Regions from separate parts of the Sus scrofa genome. Here all the other regions are linked to region 3. The links are chromatin contacts, called in public HiChIP or PLAC-seq maps. All regions are on one chromosome and are shown on one strand. Each heading gives the region's core, a stretch centred on a gene start, on an enhancer-like site or on the middle of the called end of the contact. The rest is flanking DNA. Distances are from core to core; before and after follow the strand shown.

Region 1 (6,219 bases), core at 598-3,097, 220 kb before region 3:
GCGGGAACTCCTGTATCTCCCTTGTTTTCAGAAGTCAGTCACCTAACAAGATCTTTCCAGTAGCACATGCCTACTCATGAATCAGAATGTTAAAACTCCATCATACTTTGCATTTCAGAATGCAGACACCAGTGAAAGGCTGACCTATGTTAACCTCGGGGAATTCCATGCCGCCCTTCGGGTCTTAGAAGGTGAGGCTTAGAGGATGGTATGCTTCCTTTCCACAGGGGGATTTAGGGTGTGATTTAATCCCACACCATCTTTCCTTTATTGGTACTTCCCCTCAAAAGCCCTACATTCTTTACCTACCAGGGCCTAAGTCAGGTGAGGTGAGGCACTGTCCTGGGGGCAAAATTTACAGAAACTCAAAACAGTCCCAGTAATCAAGATAAGTGATATTTTAATGGAAAAAACTTTAAAAAACCAGAGTTCCCATTGTGGCTCAGGGGGTTAAGGCCCGATGTTGTCTCTGTGAGAATGTGGGCTCAATCCCTGCTCTGGTTCACACAGCTAAAAATCAGGCACTACAGCAAGATGTGGTGTAGGTCACAGCTACAGCTCTGATTCCACCCCTGGCTGGAGAACTTCCATATGCCACAGGAGTGACTGTAAAAAGAAGAAAAAAATTAAAAACCAAACTGGCAAACAACTTTGCTAAATGCTTGATTTTTTAAATAGGTTTTCAGGGCTCGATCAGGGTGAGAAGAGAGAGGCAGGATCCTGCAAGTAAGTGCAGGGGCAGATCCTGCCTTTGAAACTTTTGCTATATTGTTCATCATGGGTTTTTGGCATTAATTTTAATTTTGGGGGATCTTTTTTAGGGCCACACCCACAGTATATGGAGGTTCCCAAACTAGGGGTTGAACTGGAGATGTAGCTGCTGGCCTACACCACATCCACAGCAACTTTAGATCCAAGCAGCACCTGCGACCTACACTACAGCTCACAGCAATGCAGAATCCTTAACCCACTAAGCGAGGCCAGGGATCCAACCTGCATCCTCATGGATGCTAGTCAGATTCACTTCCGCTGAGCCACGATGGGAACTCCTAACTTTGATTTTTTTTAAAAAATTTGAACTAAAATGTCTGATCAGTGACTCGCCCCCCCAATCAATAAATATTGCAACTGAGGCAATTGTCTCTCAGTAGCAGCCTCATTCGAGTCTCAGCCTGTAAAAACACTAAGTCACCATAAAGCTATCCACCTCATTCAAGCACGATTCTAAGATTAGACCTAGGCCTCAGCGTACAGAGGCCCCACCGCTAAGTCTCCATGTCCCCGTGGGCTTCAGACCCTCTCCTCCCGCCTTCCGTGCACGTGCACGGAGTTCTGACGAGTCTTCTTGCTGGGAGCAGTCGGCGCGCTTCGGCCACGTCCACTTCAGCATTTCTGTCCTGCACAACGCCCTCCAAGTCCGCGCCGACCTGCGGGGGCGTCCGGTCGGGTGACGCCCAGCACAGAACCCGGGGACACCGCCCCGTCCTGGCCCTCACTGACAGCCGCGTCAGGGTGCCAACCTCGCGCGACAGCGTGCGCGCGCTCCGCGGAGCGAGTCGGCGTGAGAAAGGAGCCTCAGCTTCTTCCGGAGAGGATGAAGAGCGCGAAAAGGCTTCCCCGCGCAGTGGGGCGCAGGCGCAGCGGCGCACGGCGCTGTCCTCGGCCTGGTCCGCAGTCGCTCCGGAGGCGTGACCGTGCTCGGCCGCCCGATTGGGGGCGCTGCGGACGGGCGCCGGAGGCGGGCGGGGACTCCCGGGGGTGGTCCGGGCTCGGCTCGCCTCCTTGGGGGCGGGGATGGGGCGGGCGCGCCCGTCCCGGGCGGCGAGCGGCGGCCGCGGCCGCTGGCTAGGCGGCGGTCTGAGGCGCGCGGGTCAGACGCGGCGCCATGCGCGGCCCCCCTGCCTGGCCGCTGCGGCTGCTCGTGAGGCGGGGCCCGGCCTCCCGCGTCCCCTGGGCCCGGCTGCCGCCGACGCGCCTGGGGTCAGCGCCACCTTGGGGCGTGGGGCCGGGGCTCCTGGCAGGTGGCGGGACCGCGCGAGGTCCACACGGCTGGGCTGGCGGCTGCCCGGGCGGGGGTGCCGGCGGCCCTGCGGGCGGAGCGGGCCTCTCGCGGCTCCTGGCGCTGTGGGCGCGGCCCCCGGGCCCCTCCAACTGGGGGGCGTCCGCCGGGCCCAGCGCCTCAAGACTTCTGCGCGCCGGGTTCCCGAGCGGCCCAGCCGTGGGCGAGGCCAAGCGGCGGCCGGACTTGCGCGCGGCCGCGGCAACCCCCAGACACGACCCGCCGCTGCAGCCCGCTGCTGCCGGACGCTCGGAGGCCCAGAAGCTCCTGAGGCTGGCGCACCCAGAGCGCCGGAGGCTGGCAGGTAGGGCCGCCCCGCCTCCCGCCTCCGTCACCCCGCGGCCTCGCGGGGGCGAGGTGTTGGGGCCACGGGAGAGGGGGAACACTGCGGCGGAGGGACCCTGGGCCACTCGAAACGGTGCAGAGGGACGAGGTGGCCTTTCACCTGGGCATTTCTACTGGGACGTGTGGGGCAGAGCGTGCCTCGCAGTAGCGTTGTCAAGCCATTCCGGCCAGCTGGCCATCAGTTCACAGAACTGTCGGGTGTTTGTTTTCTTAGCTTGACACGGGTTATACAAGGGGATCGTATCTCAATATTCTAGTGTTTGGGTCTGTTCCGCTTTCACTTTGCCAGCATTCACAGAATGACCTGGGTCTTCCCCCCCCCCCCACCCGCTTTGTAAAATTAATCCTAGCACCAGATAAACCTGTTTTGTCATATGAACTTGCACTTAAGAAACAAACCAAGATGTTATTTACTTTAGGTAAGTTTGTTAAGTAGTCAACAATGTTTTTACTGTGTGAGGCAGAACAATCTGAGTCTTTCAGATTTGTCTCATAATTTTGCCTACTTTTCAGAAGAGTCAGCACTGGCCATGATCAGTGATCTGTAAACTCCAGGAGCTTTGAGAAACTAGGTCATAATCCTTTCAAAATGAATATTTTTAGAAAGAAAATCCAGATAAAAAGATTTTTCTATAGCTTCTCATTTTTAGCTATAAATGGAGAAATGTTTAAATGCAAGGGCCTTGTAAGAGCTAAAAGGCTTTGAGATTTCTCCACATCTTCATTTCTTTAATATTTATTGAGCCTCCTTGTGTGCTGAGCCCTTGGGTTACATAGAAACATCCTGGTGGGGCCTGCAGCTTAGTGGGGGAGACTCATTAATGAAAAGATCTTATGACTAGAGATAAACTGTAGCTGTAATGAGGGCTTGGAAAGAGAGCCTGTGCGTTTTTCAGATGCAACACTTGGAACAGGGAAGAATCCCACATTCTTTGCTAAAAATTCATTGCTTTAGAAAGGATAGTCCTAGAGAGTGATTCACGATTGAGGGCAGGTTGGTGCCATGGAGGAGGGCAGTTAGAATGGGAACATTTTACCTTTTACTATTATTAAAGTTTAGGAGGATTCTTGGTATCATTGACATATAAAGAGAATTATCTCATCACTCAGTTGTGTGCATATTTTGATGGGAATAGCATTTTTTTTCTTCTTTTAAAAGAAATATTTGAGACTAGGTGTTTTCACTGGACTGTGAGCTGCTTGAGAAAGGGACTGTGTCTGATTCATCTTTCTATGTCTAGTTTTTCGCACATGTGGGACACAGCAGGGCTCAGGGTACCTTAAAAGAAGGAATAAATGATGGTACGATAAGGCCCAGATTGAGACCTAAACTTAGAAACCCTGAGTACTTTGGGGAGTGTCCATCCTTCTTGTACATAATTAAAAGTGTAACAAGGAGTTCCCATTGTGGCTAAGCAGGTTAAGGACCCAACATTGTCTCTGTGAGGATGTGGGTTCAATCCCTGTGTGTAGGGTCACAGATGTGGCTTGGATCCAGTGTTGCTGTAGCTGTAGCATAGCATTACAGCTCTGATTTGACCCCTAGCCTGGGATCTTCCATATACCACAGAAAGTGTAAGGAAATCCAGTTTTGTTTCACTTCTGAAATTTTAGATGTCAAGAAGTTTCTTTTTGTTTCCGTTTTTTTTTTTTTTGGTGGGTTTTTTTTGTTTGTTTGTTTTTTGTTTTTTTTTTTTGGCATGTGTAAAAAATGTGGCAGGGATCAAACCTGTGTTACAGCAGGGATCCAAGCCACAGCAGTGACAATGCTGGATCCTTAACCCACTGAGCCACCAGGGAACTCCCGGAGGTTTTTTAGGTTCAGACTTTGCTGGTGCTCTGCTATGTCGAGTAGCACAACTGTGCCTCTCCCATGGTCATCATCCCTGTATGCTCCTGCTCGTTCCTGTCCCATTCCAGCATGCCCTGCCAGGCTAATATGCTGAGAAGACAGCCTGGAACAAGGCAGGAGCTGTACCTCCTTTTACTTAAGAAGGGGAACTATTTAGATCTGCTGCATTGAATAGTTGTGAATATATAATTTGAGGAAAAAAGTGTAGGGTTGGTATACCAATTTCTTCCACCTTTTAAACAGATAAATGTGGAGTTCCTATTGTGGCTCAGAGAGAACAAACCCGACTAGTAACCGTAAGGATGTGTGTTTGATCCCTGGTCGCTCTCAGTGGGTTAAGGATCCAGCGTTGCTGTGGCTGTGGCATAGGCTGGCAGCTGCAGCTCTGATTTGATCCTTAGCCTGGGAACTTCCATATGCCACACCTGTGGCCCTAAAAAGCAAAACACAAAAAACAAAACAAAAAAAAAAAACGGATGAATACATATGGTATGTTATAAGGAAATCTGACAAAAACTCCTTATTAGGACATATGGTTTTATCAAAAGTCATTATAGATAATAAATTGCAGCCACTGCAGATGTTGGCTTTGGTAAGATAAGAAAGGGGGAGTCATTGTTAACTTGTAACTTATTGTCAGAGCAGCCTCAGATATTGGCACATCTTTTTGAAATGCTAGAAATAAAGAGTGTATGTGTGTATTTTTAAATCAAGAGACCAAAATAGTTGGGTTGAAGGAATTGTAATGTTAATTTGTTGATTTTTAGAAAAATGAATACAAAAATCCTTTTTCAAGAATTGAGCTATACATTTGAATAACAGTATTTTCACCTGTGCTCAGCAATTTGCTGAGTATGCCACCTGAACTTTGTGACCGTAAACCTTTGATCTTAAGTGATTTGTATCAGAAACTTTAAGAACAAGCTCTCCCATTTGAAATGCTTATAGATATCTGCTGGGAATAGTTATTTCCATTTCTCTTCTAAAGGAGCCATAGTCCTCGAACCTCCCCTTTGCTGCTCCTCCCTGTGTCTCACTTTGTGTAGGAGTTTGCAGATATCTTCCAACAGCTGTGGCCTATGGAGTAGCTCTCCAGTCTTTTTTCACTGATAATTCTCCATCTTATCACCTTGGTCACAGGAGTCTTAAAGAATGGAGGAGCTCATTGAGGAGCCCCCGTGGACTGATGGGATAAGAGGTGATGGGTTGGAGCCATCTTGCTGCTCCGGGCAGATAGAAGCAGCTGCTGAGAGCTCTGACCGTCCCAGTGAATTAGAGGCAGGGATCTCGAGCATGAAGTTGGGAGTTAGGAGTAGCCGAGTTGTGGTGCTGTGAGATTAGAATGATGGCGGTCCTTGCCTTGCTCACTTCCCGGGCAGGTCCCTGGTCAAATGTGGAAGGTGTGCATTCAGCCCTCCACCCCTGTGTTCAGTTGGGGACTCTCACTTAAACACGGATAAGGGCTGGTGTGGTTTGAGATTAGGATGATTCTAGGAACCTGATGCCTGCCAGGAGCTTTTGCTGAGTTTGTGGTTGTATTTTATGAAGATAGACCAAAATGAATAGAGTGATAAAGCCAGTGGGTGCGGTATGCAAGGAGAGGGTGAGTCTTGTTTAGAATGGCTGTTTTCTGAAGCCCAAGTAGGGACAGGAGTTCTGACAGGGACAGTACTGATGGGACAATGAGACTTTGAAAATTGAGAGTGCTCCAACAAGCCAGAGATGTGTGTTTGCTACAGAAATATCATATTTTAGAGAAAACGTTAACATTTTGTAGCTGTGCTGTGAGATGTGCTAGTTGGAGTGATTCAAGAGTAAAATAGGCACCAAATATTGAAGGGACCTCAGTAGGAAAAAAGTGAATTTTCATTAGTTTTTTTTTTTTAATGTTCATTGCATATTGATTAATGTTTTGGATATATTGGGTTAAATAAAATGTTACCAGGATTAATTTCACTGTTTC
Region 2 (6,308 bases), core at 1,433-3,932, 180 kb before region 3:
GGACTTCATGGATGTTCCTCCAAAATCAGGTGCCCTAGTCATTCTCTATCAGAGACTCTGCTCTTTTCTTTCATAGACACATCTCAACTTGTAGTTGTGTACTTAACTTTGTATTCATTTGTTCAGTACCTGTCTTTCTTACTAGCCTGTGATCTCCATGAGGGCAGGGCCCCTGTCTGCTTTGCTTACAGGTATAAGCCTTGCACATAGCCTGGCACATGTAGGTACTTAACGACTCCAGAATAAAGGAAGGAAGGACTTGGCGTGCTGTCTACTCACCCTCCTTCAATAGAACCAGGGCAGTTATTCTGAGTACAAGGTGCTGGCGAGTTGTTCCATATCCTGCAAACAGCAACTTTTATAACTGGACGGTGGGCAAACCACTAACCAGTCCAACAAAACCCAAGAACACAGATACCCTCTCACACATGACTACTCTCACACCCCAATCCCTCCAGTGAGAATTAAATGAGGGGGAAATGCCCAGGGCTATAAAAGCTATAAGACACAAAAACGAGGGGCAAAGTGGGTTATAAACCTAAAGGAAGAAGGAGCGAAGTAGCTGGCCTCTATCACCTTTGAAATGACTCCCAGGTGCTATCGATGTGCCCAAAAGGATGGCTTCTTCGGGGAAATGCCAACAACTAACACGCACATTGTGGTCTCCCACATATGTCTATGCCGGTGTTTACTTAGCCATTCCCTATTTCAACAAATATTTAATGAAAATCTATGTCCCTGTTATTGATAGGGACAGAGTAAAGGCACAAAGTAGGTGATTAAATAGTTAATTCCACTAGGGGGTTGGAAGTAGAAAAAAAGTATAGAAGACCCCAGTAAATTAATGATCACTCAAGAAAGCCATGCAAGAGAAGCATGAAGACATGCCCCAAACAATAAAACAATGGTGGCACGAGACCTATGTCCTGCCCAGTGAAGTCAATAAGTTAATGATTCCTAGGACATGCTTTTCTGCGCACACTAAAAACAAAAATACAGGGAAAGGTGACATTATACTGAAACTGAGATGATTTACCATATTTAATATCTGTTTACTGCCTTTTTGATCATTTCCAGTGCACCATGACAGTCCTAGTTTGACCATGTAGGGATAGTAAAACTCCCCTGCCCAACATGGAGAAGGAGCTGATGATGGAAGCCTGATGTCTACTCAAGAATAAGAAAGTGGTCTTCTCCTCCCTCTTTTGATTATAAAACTGTAGTTCTGGATGCAGCACTCCCTTGCTCACCCACTTGTATTTCTCCCAAGCGTCTTGTACTAACTGAACTCTTCCCTTACCCGCCACTTTGACTCTTAGCTGAATTCTTTCTGTGCGAGACAGAAAAATCTACACTTTACTAAGTTCTGAGAATGTGTTCTACTGGTTTCATTATGGTGTGCACAAAGGTAAGAGCTCTTAAGACATTCAAATGGAGCTATGTGAGAGATGTAAGATAAACTACTATTATGCAGGGTAAAAATACTATAAATAGCCTCCATGTAGGAGCACAGGGGGGCAAAGGATAAAGGGATACTTAGACCTGTGGGAGGCTGCCCTGAGAAGACAGCACTGAGGTAAGAAGATGTACGAGGCAGCCGCTTGTGGGCAATGGGGAAGGGAAGGCAAAAAAAAAAAACAAAAACAAAAACAAAAAAAAAAAAAACCATGCCAGGGCACTGGAAAGGGATATGGGTTTTCACTCTTGGACTGTAGAGTGCAAGTGAGAATTGGTGGAATTAGACTAGGGACCTAAGAGCCAGCCAGATTTAAATCACAAAGAACCTTTCAAGGGAGCTTAGCCCAAATTACGCATGGGTATAAGTGGGCCACCAGAGCATTTAAAAGTCCAAGAGCATTCTCTGGTTTGCCTTAATTCGTTAGGATGGCAGCAGGGAGGACAGCATTATAAGACTACACAGAGGCAAGAGGACCAAAAGAGAGAGAGAGTGAGGAAGAGAAGAAAGGCTAAAAAAGAGGGAAAAGGTGAGCACCTGAACCAGAGCAGAGGCAGCGCAGATGTGGCTCTAGTAGAGACACTCAGGAGTGCCCTGTACCAGGATGTTACTGTGTAGGTGAGTGTGAACAATGACCCTAGGACAGAGCTCTTTTTTTGCCTTGGCAACTGGCCAGTTTTACCAAATGGGGCAGAGTTGGGAGTAAGATAGGGGTCCCAAAGAAAACATGAAACCAGCTTTCAAGGAGTGGATGGTGAGGAGAGTGCAGGACATCGGGTGAGAGCATCCATTAGGCAGCTGTTAGAAGCCTGTGGGTTTTGAGCAGGATCTGGTTAGAGACAAGGACTTGTGACGTCACTAGCGTGGATGAGACTGTTAAGAGTTGAATGGGAAAATGACATAGAGAATAACATGTAAACACTTCACAGTTTTTCTCCCTTCTCAGCTTGGACCAGGGAAGGAACACTTTTCATTTCCCCAGAGATTCAGGAAAAGCCAGCGTGCAGATGCTTTCCGTTCCAGCTACTGGAGGGTCAGCCCCACCTGTGGGACTCGAGAAGGGCACCAGGCTTCCTAGGTTCATTCCCGGGAAACTCGGACTCGTGCGATCCGCTGGGCACTCACATCTGGTACCTCTCGCCCTCCAAAGGCCGCCGCCTCGGCCACGCCCCGCAGCTTGGCGCTGCGCTTTGACGTCATCACAGAGTGCCCTGCCTGGTCTCTCCCGCCATCCCGGACACGCCCCGCGGCTTGGCGCTGCGTTTTAACGTCATCACCGTGTGCCTTCCCCGCCCCGCAGGTGTTCAAGCTTCAGCCCCGCGGAGGCAACGCGCGTTTCTTGTCGCTTCTCTCTTCCAACATGTTCCCGGCCGTCTCGTCTCCGCGGACCCCGGGGCCTGGGGCTCGTAGGGGACCTCTGGGGGGAGTCGGGCCAGGCTCCACACCCCGGGCTACCAGCAGGAAGGGTCTGGCCCTGGGGTCTGCGGTCAGCTCCCCGGTGCTCTTCTCGCCCGTCGGCCGTCGTAGCTCGGTGAGCTCGCGGTAAGTGATCGTCCCTGGTTTAGTTCGGCGACCGATAGGCTCACTGACCTCCAGAAGCCACTGGAACCGGGGACGGCATGGGGGACGCCTCCGCCACCCTTGCTTTTTATTTCAGCCTCACTCGAATTCATCACTTCTTCGCTTTGCACTTTTCTTGAAATTACCTTTGTATGTAGGTAAAGAACAATTGGATTTGATTTAGTGGCTACGTACCTCACTTAGTACTCTGTGATCTGCCTGGTGTAGGTCACTTAGGACCTCTTCATCTGAAATGGAGAAAATGATACCTGACCTGAGCTTTCGAAAGGAGGCAGTATGAAATGCTACAATTCACATGTAAAGTGATGGTGGGAATGGGGACCTGAAACCCTGCAAAATCATTGTATATGCCTAACATAGTGCCATTAATATTTGCTAATTGGTAATTAAAGATATTTTAGCTACAGAAGTTAACTTTGTGGCTATATTAATAGGGAAAAGGCTTTCCATAAACAGTGAAATAAGAAGAGCAGTTGTGTCAGGAGTTCCCTTTGTGGCTCAGCCATAATGAACCGGGTTAGTAACCATGGGGTCGTGGATTCCATCCCTGACCTTGCTCAGTGGGTTAAGGATCCCGAGTTGCTATGAGCTGTGGTTTAGGTCACAGACGCCGCTAGGGTCTGGCATTGACATGGCTGTGGTGTATGCCAGCAGCTACAGCTTAGATTCGACCCCTAGCCTGGGAACTTCCATATGCCTCTAGTGTGGCCCTGAAAAAAGACAAAAAAAAGAATAGTAGTTGTGTTACCAAATAAAAGCATGGCACACCAATCCGCATCACTCCTGAAACCATGCTCTGCATCCCCCCTTTCATAATTAATCTGAAATTTTAGAACATGCTGTCATGTTTCTTGAGTGATTTCCTTTGAATTCCTCTATCAAAAGTGAATTTTCCTCTTCAAGAAAGTGGTAATTTTTTTTTTTTTTTTTTAAAGGGCTGAACCTGAGGCATATGGAAGTTCCCAGGCTAGGGGTTGAATTGGAGGAGCTGTAGCCACCAACCTGCACCACAACCACAGCAACGCAGGATCCAAGCTGCGTCTGCATTGGCCACCTACACCACAGCACCACAGCTCACGGCAACACCAGATCCTTAACCCACTGAGTGAGGCCAGGGATCAAACCCTCATCCTCATGGATGCTAGTCATTTCGTTAACTGCTGAGCCACGACGGGAACTCCAAGAAAATGGTAATTTTGGGTTTTGAACTTATAGTTAAGATTTATCTATAGAAGTTTGCAGTACTTTTTTTTTTTTTTTTTTTGTCTTTTTGTCTTTTCTAGGGCTGCATCGGCAGCATATGGAGTTTCCCAGGCTAAGGGTCGGATCGGAGCTGTAGCCGCCAGCCTACGCCAGAGCCACAGCAATGCCGGTCCGAGCTTCATCTGCGACCTATACCACAGCTCATGACAAGGCCGGATCCTTAACCCACTCAGCAAGGCCAGGGATCGAACCCGCAACCTCATGGTTCCCAGCCGGATTCGGTTCCACTGAGCCACAACAGGAACTCCAAGAAGTTTGCAGTACTTTAAAGGAGAAATGATTTTTAGAGACTACCCTGTATCCTTTTTAATAATCCTCTTTTGCATTTTACAAATGCTCTTTTAGTGGTGGCCTTGTCATTGTTTTCTACTCCTTTTGAGAAAAATCAGTGCATAAAAGTCACACTTTGTTTTTAAAAAATTTCATCTTACCTTTTGGTGATCCTTTAAGAAAAACCTTTGTTGTAGTACTCTGTCAGGAAACAATGCTCTCAACTACTCTCTGCATCTCCTTGTTTAATCCTGTGATAAGACGTAGAATATGTTTTATACTGATAAATTGACACTATTTTTCTGTGAATGTTAAAAAAGAGAGAAGGAAATATAGTTTCTACTGCCACATCTGTTGTTGACCAGGAAATAGCATCTACTCACGACCCTATTTAATTTCTTGATTTGGATTATATAGAGTTAGTAGATTATTTTAATTCCAGATCTGATGGGAAGTTAATCTAACCCAATGTTTGTAAAACTTTTTTGACCACAATGTATGATAAAGTCTATATTCTGTTTTTCAGAAATGTTGATTGAGACCCCCCCAAATGACCTATAATTTGAAAAACACTGCTCTAGTTCAAACTTATTTCACAGCTGAGGAAGCAGAGTTATAAAGAGTTTACATGAATAGATCATGCATCTAATTAGTAGAGATAAAAATCTGAAGCCAAGTATTCCTAGATCCTGTCAGTCTTTTTTTAATGAACAATAAATTTAACTACACAGTATACATGAGCCAGAGTTTTATACTTCGTCTTTCTTTGTGCTTATCAAAGATATTTTTTCTTTATTGTGAAAATATAATCATAAAAATTGTAATGGATAATGGAATATTTTAAGGTGTGGGTGAAATAACATGGTCTCATTTTTTTAGAGGAACACCTACACGCATATTCCCACACCACTCCATAACTGAGTCTGTGAACTATGATGTGAAAACGTTTGGATCTTCTCTCCCTGTTAAAATCATGGAAGCCCTAACATTGGCTGAAGGTGGGTGTCATTTTCCATTTGCCTCTATTAGCAATTCAAAGCGAAGCCTAGGTCTGGCACAGAGATTGAAGTTTGTGCTTCGTCTGGTATACCTGCATTTCAGTGGGGAGAAATAGATAGCCTGTTAGAGTTTACATTGTAATTGAGAAATATGATAAATTTGAGAAGCAGAATGAGTTCATTTTAGCACAATTAAAGTAAGTGTTTATGGTTGTATGTACTGTGTGTGCAAGACTCAATCCAACTCAAAAGTTGATTGAGTATATGAAGTTTACCTTTTTAAAAAATCCAAAAAAGTACTGCTTCGCATTAATGGGTTTGATAATGCAGTAAAATAAAGTTTTGCCTCCATTCTTCTGGCAGAGAATTAGAGGAAGTTTGGAAGGTGCAGTCACCACAAGCTTCAGAAAGACTGCTAAGGATGAGAGCTGGCGTGACTGGCAGAGCAAAGTTCAGAGCACCCTGCCATGTTCTGGAATAGTATTTTTCAAACTGCAGGCAGTGACTGAAATCAGTTTAGTGACAGATTGCAAAATATCAGAGCGCTTCTCATTTTGCTTATTTTATTTAAATTGTGCATGAATGCACCGTGATATAAAACATATGTCATACTGTGAATGACAGTCAGTTTAAAGTACTCCACTCTACAAGAAGGAATATTTCTCATCAGTGTGAACTAGCACATCTTGCCTATAAGTCCATGGGATCTTCAGATGCAATTAAGACAATTAAATTTCCAC
Region 3 (6,748 bases), core at 684-3,183:
TGCAGTGACAATGCCAGATCCTTAACCCACTGACCCACATGGGAACTCCTCCATTTGGTTTCCTGAACTTTCTAACCCTCCCTTACGCTTTTTTATCCAGCTCACAGAAAAAAAAGTGTGGGGTAAGGAGCACTTGAAAATAAAGCAAAAACTAGGAGTTTCCTGGTGGCAACTTCCTTGTGGCAATGTTAAGGATCTGGCGTCACCACAGTGGCTCAAGCCGCTGTTGTGGCACAGTTCAATCCCTGGCCTGAGATCTTCCACATATCTCAGGTGCAGCCAAAAAAAAAAACAAAAAAACAAAAAAAGAAAAAACATAACCAAAATTTCAACACTTGCTGGAGAAGTGATGTCCTTTATGGAATCTGACTGTGGCTCTCTACAGAGAGAGGCAGACCTTGTGCATGTGAAGTGTGGTAGCATCAGACTCTGACAATACTGATCCTACAACCAGGGATGCCCAGTGGGACTTCCTAAGCCTTCCAGGAACAGATTCCTGCTCTCAGTGTTACTGAGAACAAGGCCAGCCCCAGATGCACTCCTTTTACAGGGACTCTGCAGCCCTTGGGGGCTGGGCCTGTGGGGACAGGTTAAGGCTGTCCTGGCCGTGCTGGTCAGGTCAGGTTTCTTTCTCACATAGCTTTAGAGACCACATTCCTTCAGAACTCCCACCTGGGTTCTTAACCCATCTTTAGTGTCACAACCAGATTAACACTGTACCCCCTACTGGGCTGTGAGTTCCCTGAGACCAGAGAAGTGCCTGTGGTGAGTTCTGCAGTGCTGAGGCACCACGCCATAAAACCAGTCCACATCTATCTGTTGATGGGAAGGAGCAGTAGGCCAGGACAAATGGAGGCAACAGGACTGATCTGACTAGAGGTAACTGAACTTGTGCATCTCCAGGGACTGTAAAACCCAAATCAGTCTTTACCTGAGAATGCATGCTTCTGAAAGAGAGATCCCAGACTAGCAAACACCTCTGCAGCCCTGACACAGAGCAGGGGTATACTACATTGTTTATTTTTACCACATAGGATTAAAACAAAAACAAAACATAATCGATGAATTGGAAAGGCTTTCTTTCACTCAAAAAACCTCTGTTGGGCGCCTCCAGGTTTGGGTGCTACCGAGGAAGCAAAGATTAAGCAGACAGGGCTCTGCTTCAGAGGTGTTTGTAAGTAGCCATAACGCAACCTGAAAGGTCCCAAGAGGAAGAAATGGATGAAGTCGCCTATCGACAAGCCCTTCTTGTAATCCCACTGCAAAGAAAGGAATTCCAAGACAGGAATGGTCAGACTGCAATAGTTGAGGAAGGAACACACTCAATTGAAGGCGTCGCCCTAAGTCCTTCACAACTCTAGCTGGGAACAATACCGCATATGAAACCGAATCTCGAACTGGCTTCCCAAACCCTAAGCTGTTGATGTTGAGTAAAAAAGGAAAACCCTACCGGCGTGAACGCGGAGGAGAAGCAAAAGGACACTCGGAGAAACAGATCACGTAGATGCGCGACCCACCGCCCGACCCACGCCCCCGACACTCGGATCCGCATCCCCGCGGCCTCCGCCCCGCCGCCCCCCGCCCCTTACCGTAGGTCTCGGACATGGCCGTCTGCGACATCTTGGGAGCGGCACCGCCTCTCGCCGGGTCACCGGCTGCAGCTCTGGCGGGGCCGGGGCCAGGAGGCCGGGGTCGCCCGCCGCGCCTCGGTGGGGGACGGCGAAGGGCAGGGCACTGGAGGAGGGAGGGGCCCGCGGTCCCCACGGCAACTGCCGGCCACCCCGCGGATGCGGCCCTGCCGGACTGCCGGCTCCGCGCAGGCGCACGGCCCCAGCTCCCCCGCCGGCCTGGACGCGGGGGAGGAGGAGGAGGAGGAGAGGGGGCGCGGGGCCCGGCCCCCAGCCCGCGGTCGCGCGTGCGCGCGGGGAGGCCGGGGCGGGCCTAGGGGCGCAGAGAAGCTGGGGCCGGTGCGGGCGTGGGTGGTAACGGGCGCGGGCGGGGCGGGGCGTGTGCGCGCAGAGACCGGACGCGCGGAGGGGCGTGGCCGGCCCAGTCCAGGTCGCAGGGGCGCGCAGGAGCTGGGAAGGGCGCGTCGGGGCAGGCGGTCAGCCGGCCCCGGTGATTGGGACTGGGACTGTAGGGTCCCAGCGGGCAGAGAAAGCCATTACCTGCCCTGGGGAGAAAGACAGTCTTGCCAGGTTGGCCGCCACCTCAGTAGAGACTTCTTCGTGGTTACCTGGCGTGCTCTGCCAGATAGAGACTTCCTCTAAGCGGTAGTGACCTGTCGGGGACGTGGTGAATGTGTAACCAGGAGTCCGCAACCCCAGGAGTCCGCAACCCCAGGAGTCCGACTGGAGGCCAACCCTAGGTGCGGGGAGGCGGGCTTACCGCGGGGGAGCTGAGCTCCGCTCAGAACCTGCCAGGCGCTCTTGGGGGGCCGAGCTGCTGTCGGCGGGACCGTCAGAAGCTCAGATGTGCGGGCTCTGAGGAAGCCCCAGAGGACTAGATATTGGCCCCACTGCTCGGCATTCAGGGGACTGAGGCCCCTGGACCGGAAGCCCCTCTTGGCGGGTGTTTGTCTAAGGGTAGGAGTCGCTGGTTGAACATTTTGATTTAAGGAGCACAGCTGAATTCAGAATCCCTTTCTGTGGGAAAAGTAGCCATAAACCAAAAAGTTGACTGGGAAGAGGACTTTGGTTGGGATTTTGCTCCATTGGAGCATGATCAGAGCCACATGGCATCTCATAAGACCCAATCCTATTCAGGAGTTCCCGTTGTGGCTGACCAGTAATGAATCCGACTAGTATCCATGAGGACGTGGGTTCAATCCCTGGCCTTGTTCAGTGGGTTAAAGATTGGGAGTTGCTTTGGGCTGTGGTGTAGGTCTCGGAGGCCTCTGGGATCTTGCATTGCTGCGGTGTGGAAGGCCAGCAGCTACAGCTCTGATTTACCCCAGCCTAGGAATTTCCATATGCTATGGGTGTGGCCCTAAAGAGACAAAGAAAAAGAAGACCCAAGCTTATTCAAAAGACCCAGTAGAATCCTAAAAACACGCCCTGGCTAAGCTCCCAAGTGGCTTGGCTGTGGGGGGAGTACCAGGAAATACATTTTTTTCAAGTCCATTTGGCTCTGTCCTCTAAATTGGCATCAGGCCTTCCATTCCCTGAGCCCTTTCGCCTCCTCCCCAATGACTCTCTGGCTCTGCATCACTGATTCTAATAGAAATAGATATCCTTGCTTCTAAATCGCAGAGAAGGCCACCTGCTGAAACATGGGGAGGACCGTAATACCCTAGAATTATTCTGCATGTGTCCCTTGTTCAGTGGCTTGGACACTGTTGCTTTCTTATTTGGCTTTTCCACAGGTCAGGTTTGATTTTCATTCCTGAGTGTATCAGACAGACACTGATTAGAACTATGTCAGAGGAAAGATGGTGATCCCATTCTTTACATTGAAGTTTTCTTCCTGTTGGGAACTTCTGTGGATAATAAGAAAGGAACCACTAGATTATTGACTGAAACTGGACCATGTGATGTGCGAAACCTGAGCAGGGTGATAGAAATAAAAATTAAGCAACGATTTCAAAGCTGAGAGCAGTTTTCCTTTCTGTAGAAAACGAATACTTAGGCCTTTGGGAAAAACTATTTGTTTTGCGAAAACCACCCAAAGAAGCCATTTTTGTGTTAGTTTGCAAATATAAAGCCAAATATCACAAGTTAGAAAGGGAAGTACTCAAGAACTGAGGTTTGAAGGAGACAAACTTCCTTGAATAATAATGTGAAAGTTGATTTGCATCTCAGTAACTTTGAATCTTTGAGAGATGATACATTTCTCCTAGATATTCTTAGAGACAGCTTTGGTTCTGAGGTACTGTTGATTATGTAGAAGGAAAACTTATTGCAAAATTAATTTGTGTTTTCTCCAATTATTTTCTCTTTTCTCTTCAGGAGAAGTTTCTAAAAGCCTAGGTGCATTGGAGATTCATCTAAGGGAAATGAAAGGAGAAGGATTTCTTCCAAAATAGGTCCTGCCCACACCTCCTCAGGTCAGTGGCACCTAAAAACACCTGGTACTTTCCTTTTTGTTCCTGGGCAGTGCCTCCCATTTAGTGATAAATTAGGATCCTCAGGGGCTGCCAGCCTCACAAGGAGTCCTGTTCCCCAGGACTGGCAGAGGACCATATGGGTGGGGACAGTGGCATCACTGGAGGGACCAGTGGACAGGTAGACTCCTAGGCACAGCGTCAGGCCTAGAACAGTGGCCTAGCTCCCTGCAGAGGAGCCTAGAAAGGCCTAGGGTTGAGAATCCAGCATGACTCTGACATTCCAGGGAGCAGTGACTTTGGGAACGAAGGGATGTGGCATGTTTGGAAGAGCCAGGCTTGGCGGAGGACCTTGGTCAGTCTGTGTCATGGTAACTTTCCTTGGTAACTAGAGGCCAAGAACAAGAGCCAATTTGTGTTTGAGTGTTGAGGGACTCAGCAGTATATAGGTGTTACTTTGAGAAAGTGCCAGTTTGGCACAGGTCAGTAGAGGCTTGAAAAGGTACCTTAGTTAAACACCCATGATGACACCTGTGACATATAACGCATGTCTTCAAGGCGGAAGAGGCCTCAGAGGCTGCTGAACTGGTTTACCTTCTAGTGCCAACAAAGTGACCTCTCTGATGGGACATGTGTGGTGTTAGGGAAAGTTAGTCAGGGTGGGCTGAGTTAGCTGTAGTAACGAAGATGTCCCCACATGCTTGTGACTAGCACAATGAAGTTCATCTCTCACTCAGACCTCCTGCCCAGCTTGTGCTGGTGAAGACTCAGCACCAGGTGGCATTTGTAGATCCAGGATGCCTCACAGTGAATATGGAGGGTCAACTATGTATTTATGGGAAAAAAATCAAGGTATAAGTGGACCCATGTAGTTCAAACCCACATTGTTTGAAGGTCACCTGTATTCACATCGAGCAACCATCACTGTCATCCATCCACGTAACTCTTTTCATCTTGCAAAACTGTAACTGTGCACTAACTCCCATTCCTCTCACCCCCAGCCCCTGACAGCCTCTCTTCCATCTTTTGTCTTTACGAATTTGACAGCTCTGTGTCCTCATGTGAATGGAGTCACACACTTATCCTTCTGTGATGGGCTTATTCCATGGAGCATCATGTCCTCAGAGTTCATCCATGTTGTAGCACGTGTCAGAATTTCTTTCCTGATGTTCCACTCTGTTTTTACCACATTTCCCAGCAAATTCCCCTTTCATGGGTTTACTAAGACCAAGCGTTTTATGTTGAGTCACATGGTTACCATATCTAGGACTCCTCAGCCTCTGGTGTGAATTCTGATCTCCAAGTGCAGTCATTTCCCTTTTGCCTGAAGGATTTCCCTTGGCAGATCTGGAAGCACACGTCTGCTGGTGATGAGTTTTTCCAGTTACCATATGTCTAAAAAAAGTATTTTACCTCTGTTTCTGAGTGATATTTTTGCTAAGATTAGATTTCCAACTTAACAGTTTTTTCCCCTATTACAATGTTTTGGGGCTTACGTTGTTTCTTACATTGTCTCCTGCTCACCTCATCTTTATTCCTGTGTATGCCCTGTATCTTTTATCTCTGCCTGTTCCTAAGATTTTATCTTTATCATTGCTTGCAGCAGTTTGATTATGATGTACTCTGATGTGCCTTGATGTGGTTTTTGACATAGTCTTTGGCAAGTTTCATTAAACTTCTTTGGTCTGCAAGTTTATAGTGTTTATCAGATTTTTAGTTCTTTCAGTCATTATTTCTTGAGTTATCTCCCTGTCCCTCCCTCTCTTCTGCATTGATGACCACATCATATAAATGTTGGGCCACTAGAATTTGTTTATAGCAAACTGCTGTTCTGTTCATTTCTGGCCAGTCTTTCTTTTCTTGTTTCATTTTGGATAATTCCAGTTGCCCCATCTTCAAAGTCACACATCCTTCCTCCAGTGTCTCATCTGCTGTCCGTCCCATCTGTATATTTTCCATGTCAGACATTATTCATCTCTAGATGTTCACTTTGAGTGTATGTATGTGGTCCATGCTCTGTCCTTAGCCTCACCTCTAGTGTCTTGAACCTGAGGAATATGTTTTAACAATGGTTTTAGGAGTTTTCTGGCTTGGTGTTGTCACTGCTCTGACTCGGGTTTGATCCTGGACCTGGGAACTTCCACATGCCTCAGGTGCTGCCAAAAATAAATAAATCATGGTTTTAAGGTCATTTTCTACTAATTTTATCATCTGAGTAATTTCTGAAACAGTTACTATTGATTGGCCTTTTTCCTCGTTACAAGTAATATTTTCAATGCCAGGTAATGTTTGATTGGGTGCCAGACATTAAGAACTTTACTTGTTTACTTATATAAATATTTATGAGCTTCATTCTGGGATATGGTTAAGCTACTTGGGAAGAGTTTGATGTGCTCAGGTCCTATTTTCAAGCCTCTATGGGAGCCCAAAGCAGCAGTTTTGTCCATTGCTGAGGCCAACCCCTTCCATTGACTTGCCCCATATCCTTGGCTTATGAGGCCGTGCTGAGATTCTGGGGCTGGGAGCTCTCCTGGGCCCTGAGTGAGTGCTGGGGGTTCTTTCCTCCAGTCTTCACAGGTGACACTTCACCTGGCCCTAGGTAGCTTCCTTGCAGGACTGCCAGGTCAGTAGGTGAAGGCTTGAAGAGAGCCCACTCTGCACGCCTCTGCCTGCTCCCCGCTGCCCAGGGCCCCAATGCCACCCCAC
Region 4 (6,047 bases), core at 1,407-3,906, 150 kb before region 3:
CTCATGCAATGCTGGATGCTTAACCCATTGAGCAAGGCCAGGAATTGAACCTTCCTCCCGATGGATACTGGTCAGTTTGTTTCTGCTGAGCCACAACGGGAACTCCAGAAGCAGCTACTTTTAAGGCCTTTAGCTCTTTCTTTTGGTATTTTCCTCCATATTTCTAGGTACTCTGTATACATTGCTGTCTCTTATTCACCAGTTTTAGTCATCTGTTGCTCTTCTATTATGAAAGCTGAGGACTTGGGGTAACTTATACCTCTCTCTGCTTTATTATCCCAGTATAGTTTATTTTTCCATTATAATTAACAATGTGAATATTATGTATAATCCAGAGAACAGTATTGCTCTGATTACCTTTCGTTTAGTGTAGAATCAATTTTGTGTGATCCTTGGTGTGTATAATTGCCTAATTTTGTATTTGCTTACTTCTCTTTAATATCTGGCTCAATCTTCCCAAGCCCTCTGGAGGCCCTGTAAGTGCCTTTCAGTACAGCTTTGCCCACAGGCAGGTCTCTTTGAAGCCCCACCCCTGCTGTTCTCCCAGAACTTCCCTTTCCTTGTCCTCCGGTTCTCCTCAGAACCTGTCCCTACACCACACAGGTCTGCGTGCTCCCTGCCCTGTCACCTACCCCACTTCTGGTTTCCACTTCCTTTGTTGTAGTTGGAACCATAGTTTGGGTGGCAGTGTTTCTTTTTCTTCTTGTTATTCTATGAGTTTTTTTAGGGGGTGGGGAGTGGGGTAAGGACCATCAATTTTTTTTTCCCTCTCATCTTGAAACCTGAAATACCCTGATTCATAAGGTTTTTATCTTCTTTTATAGGAGCTGCAAAATTAATATTGTTTGGGGTAGTTTCCAAATATATAGTACATGAAATATATAGGTAATTTGTGTAATTAAAACTTAATTTGTTACAGTTTCAACAGAAAGTAATGTTTTTTTAAAACTTTTATTCTTTTGTTATTGTGGTTTTGGTACTGTTAGATGTTCTGAAGCTGTCTTACAGTGTTCCATTTCTTTTAAGTTTCTCTAAGTTTTTCTTTAAGCCTGAAATCAACCATAATGCTTAGAAATATACTCTATGCTGAGTTGTATAAGAGTAAACCTAGGCCACAATAAATAAATAAATAAAAATAAAGTTCCCTGGTGGCATAGCAGTTAAGGATCTTGTGGTGTCATGCAGTGGTTGTCAGGCGTTGCTATGACTTGGGTTCAATCCCTGGCCAGGGAACTTCCACATGCTATGGGCTCGGACAGAGAAAAAGGAGTAAACCTATAAAAAGGTACTGCTTTGGTGAAATCCCCAAATCACTTTACTCACAATGTAATCCCTGAATTATATATGTATTTTCTATAGATTTTTAGTTGATCATTTGCTGTGTTTTATCTTGTTTCAATAAGTGTCTTGAGTATATTAACCATTGGTATAGAGACTACGGTAAACAGCTTGTCTATGTTGTTGCTTTTATAGGTGGGTCCAGTTTTTAATCTAATAATTAGGAGTATTCTTATACCTTCATATCTAAATTATAGTTTACTGTTTTGCAGAGTGTGGTTTTTGAGACCTCTACGAAGAATGAAACTATTGCCCACGAAGATAAAACCAAATTGCTAAAAGCTGCTTTTCTGCAATACTGCAGGTATGACAAGTTTTTTTAGTTATGGTTTATCTGATGTCCAAGGACACATTTTACTGACATTTGCTGCTTATTTGTTGACTAGTGGAAGCGAGTTTAAGGGAATGAGGCCATCAAGGAGAAATGTTTTTCTGAGCTTTAGCAGTTGAACAAACCATTGTTTTGAGCTTAGTTAGCCACAGGAGGATTCCAGCCAGGCTAGGAAAAACCCATGATGAAACATATGCTTTCAACTCAATGGAAACAGTGTCCCGTTAGAAATGGAGGTCGTGGAGTTTCCTTTGTGGCACAGTGGAAACGAATCTGACTAGGAACCATGAGGTTGTGGGTTCAATCAACTCCCCTTCGTGGGCTAAGGATCTGGCATTGCCGTGAGCTGTGGTGTAGGTCCCTGGCTCGATCTGGTGTGGCTGTGACTGTGGCATAGGCTGGCAGCTATGGCTCCGATTGGACCCCTAGCTTGGGAACCTCCATATGCCACAGGTGCAGCCCTAAAAAGTAAAAAGAAGAAAGAAGAAAGAAACGGTGGTTGTGAAGCTTGGGGGCATTTTTTATGTATAACATAAAGGCACTCAAGTTGCATACAGAGGGTTTCCATTGGTGTTGAATGGGGACTGGACTCGGCTAGTTGAGTTTTTTGTGTAGATATCACCATAGAACTTAGGGCTTATGTAATACAGCTCCTGGGCCCACGATCTGGTTGGTTGTGGCTGGGCTCGGGTGGCGTTTTTCCAAGTGCCGTCTGGCCTTGCTCATGGTCTGTGTCAGCTGCTTGCTGTCTGGCCACACTTGCTTGCATTTCGGGGACCTCAGCTGGTCAGCTCCATCTGCTTCATCTAGCAGACTTGCCTGGCCTTGTTCACACACCTCAGGGTCCAGAATAAGTACAAGAGGACACACACTGGTGTTCTCGAATCTCTGCTTGGGTACATTTTTAAAATCCTGCTGGCCAAGGTGAGCCCCATGGGGGGAAACACTCACGGTGCAGGTGCGCACAGGGGTGGGGAAGCCACTACTCAGTCTGACACACTCGCTGACCCAATAAGGCCATTTCAATGTGCCCTGCACATACACTCTGTGTATTATTATGCATCTAGTACCATCCTTAAAGGTATATTTATATTTGAACACTAGAAGAATTTTGATCCAGCCCTTGTTCTCCCCTGATTAGCCATGTGAGACTTTGGGCAGATTGCTAAGCATTTCTGGGATTCTAGTTTAGCAGATCTTTATTCTGAAGAAGTGACTTGACTGCAGTCATCTCCCCCATTCTTAACTCATGATCCTGTAATTCCCCTCATGGTAGAGCTGATAAACAGAGGTTCACTCTCAGAGGAAGGGTAACAGTGAGACAAGTTGTCGGCTGTCAAAATGATCTACTCAGCTTATTTTCTTGCCAGAAGAGGGCACCATTAGATAAGTTTTTTTTGTTTCTGTTTTTAATCTCACTCTGTTGCACGGTGTTCAGTGTGACTGCCAAGATTTGAATTGATACTATGATTTTATCTAGTATAAGTTTATCCTTTAACAATTATGTCAGGCCTGTGGCATCTCAAAAGTGAAATGGTAATGGAGTCATTGTATTAGTTTCCTGTGGCTGCTGTAACAAATTGCCACCAGCCAGGTGGCTTAAAACAGTAGAGGTTTGTTCCCTAGCAGTCCTGGAGCCCAGACCTCCAGAGTGAACGAGCCAGCAGGGCCCTGCCCTTCTGAAGGCTCTCGGGAAGGAGCTTGGCTGTCCCTGTCCTGTTTCCTAGCGGTTCCGGGTAGTCGGCTCCCCTTGGCGTGTGTAAGTGTCCCTCAGTTGTCTCCATTGTCACCTGGCATTCTTCCCTGTATGTCTGTCTTCACATGTCCTTCAGAGAGTGACATCAGTCACTGGATTTAAGGCCCACCCTAATCCAATAAGACCTCATCATAATTGACCATATCTTCAAATACCTTCTTTCCAAATAAGGTCACATTCTGAGATTCTGTGTGGCATGGATTTGTCACTTCTAAATGTTTCACTGGGAAAGATGACTAAGTATGAAAGGAGATCCCTGAGCTTAAGTGCCAAGAGCACAGTCACCTTTGGAACAGTGTCATTGGGCCTCTAACACAACTGAGCCTTCTGCTTAACCTGTTTAGCAGGGTTGAAGTACTTCAAGGTTAACAAGTAATCGTTTCCGGGTGGTGTCAGCCAATGGTCTTAATGACTTTTAGACTCTGCACAAATGGAATTATAGTACCTCTAAAGCAGCATTTCTCCACCTTGTCACTGTTGACCTATGGGGCCAGGTAATTTTTGTCATGGGGCTGTCACCAGACTTGTAGTGTTTAGCAGCAAACCTGGCCTCTTCCCACTTGATGCCATTAGTGTCATTCTCCCTAGCCTGTGACAACCAGAATTCTTTTCAAGGGGTCCAAATTGGTAGGTGGAACACTAAACTTATCTGTCTAGTTTTCTGCTAAGGTGATGTGACTTTCTTTATGGGATGGTCTCTTTGAAATTAATTTTTGTATATTTTGATTTTTCTGTACGTAATATAAATATAAAACCTTTTGTTCATGAGAGTTTTAAGAAACTTAGTCTTTTGGTTAAAATAGTTCCTGATTGATTGATCTTGCTTTGTCCACTTGGCCTGTAACCTATACCATATTTAGGTGTTTAGCTTCAGCCTTGCCTTTAACTGTGTTAAAAGCAGTGTTTTTGTGTCCCTGTGGTAGCACTGTCTCCTGTTCTTCCAAGAAACCTTTTCAGCCCTTTCTCACCTCCTTCCCCTTCCCCTCTTTCTGCTCCTTTCCCAGCCTGAGCAGATGACTCAGCTTGTTCCAGAGATAATGGAAGCCATCCTTGTGCTTTCCACCTACAAACTTCCCTGCCTCCCAGCTCCTTTCCCTCTTGCCCTCCCTCTTTTTGTCTTAGTTCTGAATGTTCCTGTCCTTTTCTATATCCTTGATCTTTCTTGTGCTGGCTTCTTCTTGCCAAGACTTCCCTCCCGTGTCTCTTTCTCACACCTGTCTCCTGGTCCCCTTCCTGCCATGGCTGTGCTGGTGGAGACTCCTGTTCTTCCTTGCCTGGATCTCTGCAGTCACTTCCTAGCTGGAATTTTCTTTCTCTTGTCTCTTCCTCTAGCCCCAGAGCATATTTGAAATGGTCTTTTAAAGATAGAATAGATCATGACGCTGCCTTCTCAGTCAGTTTCTTTCCACTGTCCTTATGACTAAGCTCACACGCTGTCCCATGGTTTATGAGTCTTCTAGTTGGTGTTGTTTCTAGGAGGTCTGCCCTGGGCCTGTCGTCCCACCCCTCCTGGGTAGTCTCCTTTCCTGGGGCTTCCATTCTCCTGAGTTGCAGGTGTGTTTGCTCAGAAGCATGACATGTTCTCTTTGCCACCACGCACCCCTCCTGTGGTCATCCCAGCCTCCCTGCACTTCTTCCTCCAGGACGTGTCCCCTGCCCCTCTGGTGCTTTTGGTCTCCCATCTGTGTGCCCTGTGGCCTCTGCTATTCCCTCTCCTGGTGCGAATGTAGCCACTTGTTTAAGTGTCTGGCTCTTGTGCCACTGTATACTTGGTGATGTCTTGGGACTGTTTCCTAATGTTTTGCTTATTGTTCTGTCTCCAGTGCCTCCATATTGTAAGTGTTCAACATATATCTGTTGAGTTAATTAATGTATAATGGTTCTCTTCCTTTTTTTTAATTTTTCATTTTATTTATTTATTTACTTATTTATTTTGCTTTTTAGAGCCCCACCTGTGGCATATGAAAGTTCCCAGGCTAAGGGTCCAGTCAGAGCTGCAGCTGCTGCCCTACACCAGAGCCAGCAACACAGGACCTAGCCACATCTGTGACCTACACCACAGCTCATGGCAATACTGGATCCTTAACCCACTGAGTGAGACCAGGGATCGAACCCACATCCTAATAGGTACCAATTGGGTTCATAACCTACTGAGCCACAGCAGGAACTCCCTGGTTGTCTCCCTTTTAAGTAAATGTTACAATAAAAGTAATAACTTTGGGATAACATATGGGATTTTTAATTTCACAATTAACTTTCTCATGTTTAGTACTTTCACTTTTAATACTTTTGTTTTCCAATTTTATTTCAGAAAAGATTTAGGTCATGCTCAAATGATAGTTGATGAGCTGTTTTCCTCTCACTCTGATTTGGACTCTGACCATGAACTAGACAGAGCTGTTACCCAGATCAGTGTGGACCTGGTGGACGATTACCCAGCTTCTGACCCACGCTGGGCAGAGTCTGTTCCCGAGGGTAAGAACATCCTAGTGTGAATGTTATGGAGTGAGTTGTTTTGAGAAGAATATTCTGGTTCTTTTGTTAAAGCATTTCTCGATGTATACTTCTTATTTTCTGAAACAATTTAGTATGAATTTTCAGTATTTTTTTAAAAGGTTGTAA

What was found. HiChIP or PLAC-seq counts read pairs in DNA pulled down with a chosen protein or histone mark.
Region 1: a contact with region 3 is called in an H3K27ac HiChIP or PLAC-seq map of alveolar macrophages. The contact joins the promoter of ABCB10 here to the promoter of RAB4A in region 3. A contact is called at or near these places in 1 of 5 promoter capture datasets (liver) and 2 of 2 datasets of contacts at active chromatin or transcription factors (alveolar macrophages and skeletal muscle).
Region 2: an H3K27ac HiChIP or PLAC-seq map of alveolar macrophages shows a contact between it and region 3. The contact joins the promoter of NUP133 here to the promoter of RAB4A in region 3. A contact is called at or near these places in 1 of 5 promoter capture datasets (fetal liver), 4 of 47 Hi-C or Micro-C datasets (adipocytes, embryonic fibroblasts, fibroblasts and 1 more) and 2 of 2 datasets of contacts at active chromatin or transcription factors (alveolar macrophages and skeletal muscle).
Region 4: an H3K27ac HiChIP or PLAC-seq map of skeletal muscle shows a contact between it and region 3, with 5 times the contacts expected there. The contact joins the enhancer-like site here to the promoter of RAB4A in region 3. A contact is called at or near these places in 2 of 5 promoter capture datasets (fetal liver and liver), 23 of 47 Hi-C or Micro-C datasets (adipocytes, adipose tissue, alveolar macrophages and 13 more) and 2 of 2 datasets of contacts at active chromatin or transcription factors (alveolar macrophages and skeletal muscle).

The regions. Positions count from the first base shown.
Region 1 is chr14:60,308,046-60,314,264 of Sscrofa11.1, forward strand. It overlaps ABCB10 (ATP-binding cassette sub-family B member 10, mitochondrial), which reads left to right and starts at 1,848. Exons shown (of 13, transcript XM_021072390.1): 1 at 1,848-2,363. The coding sequence starts at 1,886.
Region 2 is chr14:60,350,738-60,357,045 of Sscrofa11.1, forward strand. NUP133 (nuclear pore complex protein Nup133) reads left to right here and starts at 2,683. Exons shown (of 26, transcript XM_001928164.7): 1 at 2,683-2,998; 2 at 5,450-5,568. The coding sequence starts at 2,817. LOC102162612 (a long non-coding RNA gene) reads right to left here and starts at 2,590. Exons shown (of 3, transcript XR_307553.3): 1 at 2,501-2,590; 2 at 280-342.
Region 3 is chr14:60,526,616-60,533,363 of Sscrofa11.1, forward strand. RAB4A (ras-related protein Rab-4A) reads right to left here and starts at 1,934. Exons shown (of 8, transcript XM_001925483.7): 1 at 1,590-1,934. The coding sequence starts at 1,620. LOC102163174 (a long non-coding RNA gene) reads left to right here and starts at 2,014. Exons shown (of 4, transcript XR_002338974.1): 1 at 2,014-2,368; 2 at 3,948-4,045.
Region 4 is chr14:60,371,650-60,377,696 of Sscrofa11.1, forward strand. NUP133 (nuclear pore complex protein Nup133) reads left to right here. Exons shown (of 26, transcript XM_001928164.7): 12 at 1,551-1,642; 13 at 5,737-5,900. Among named protein-coding and RNA genes, the nearest start is that of NUP133, 21 kb to the left of the region's middle. Within about 2 kb of position 2,657, at least 9 of the 83 cell types and tissues checked have an H3K27ac peak or open chromatin away from gene starts, as enhancers often do. A contact at or near this core is called in skeletal muscle, where this site is marked.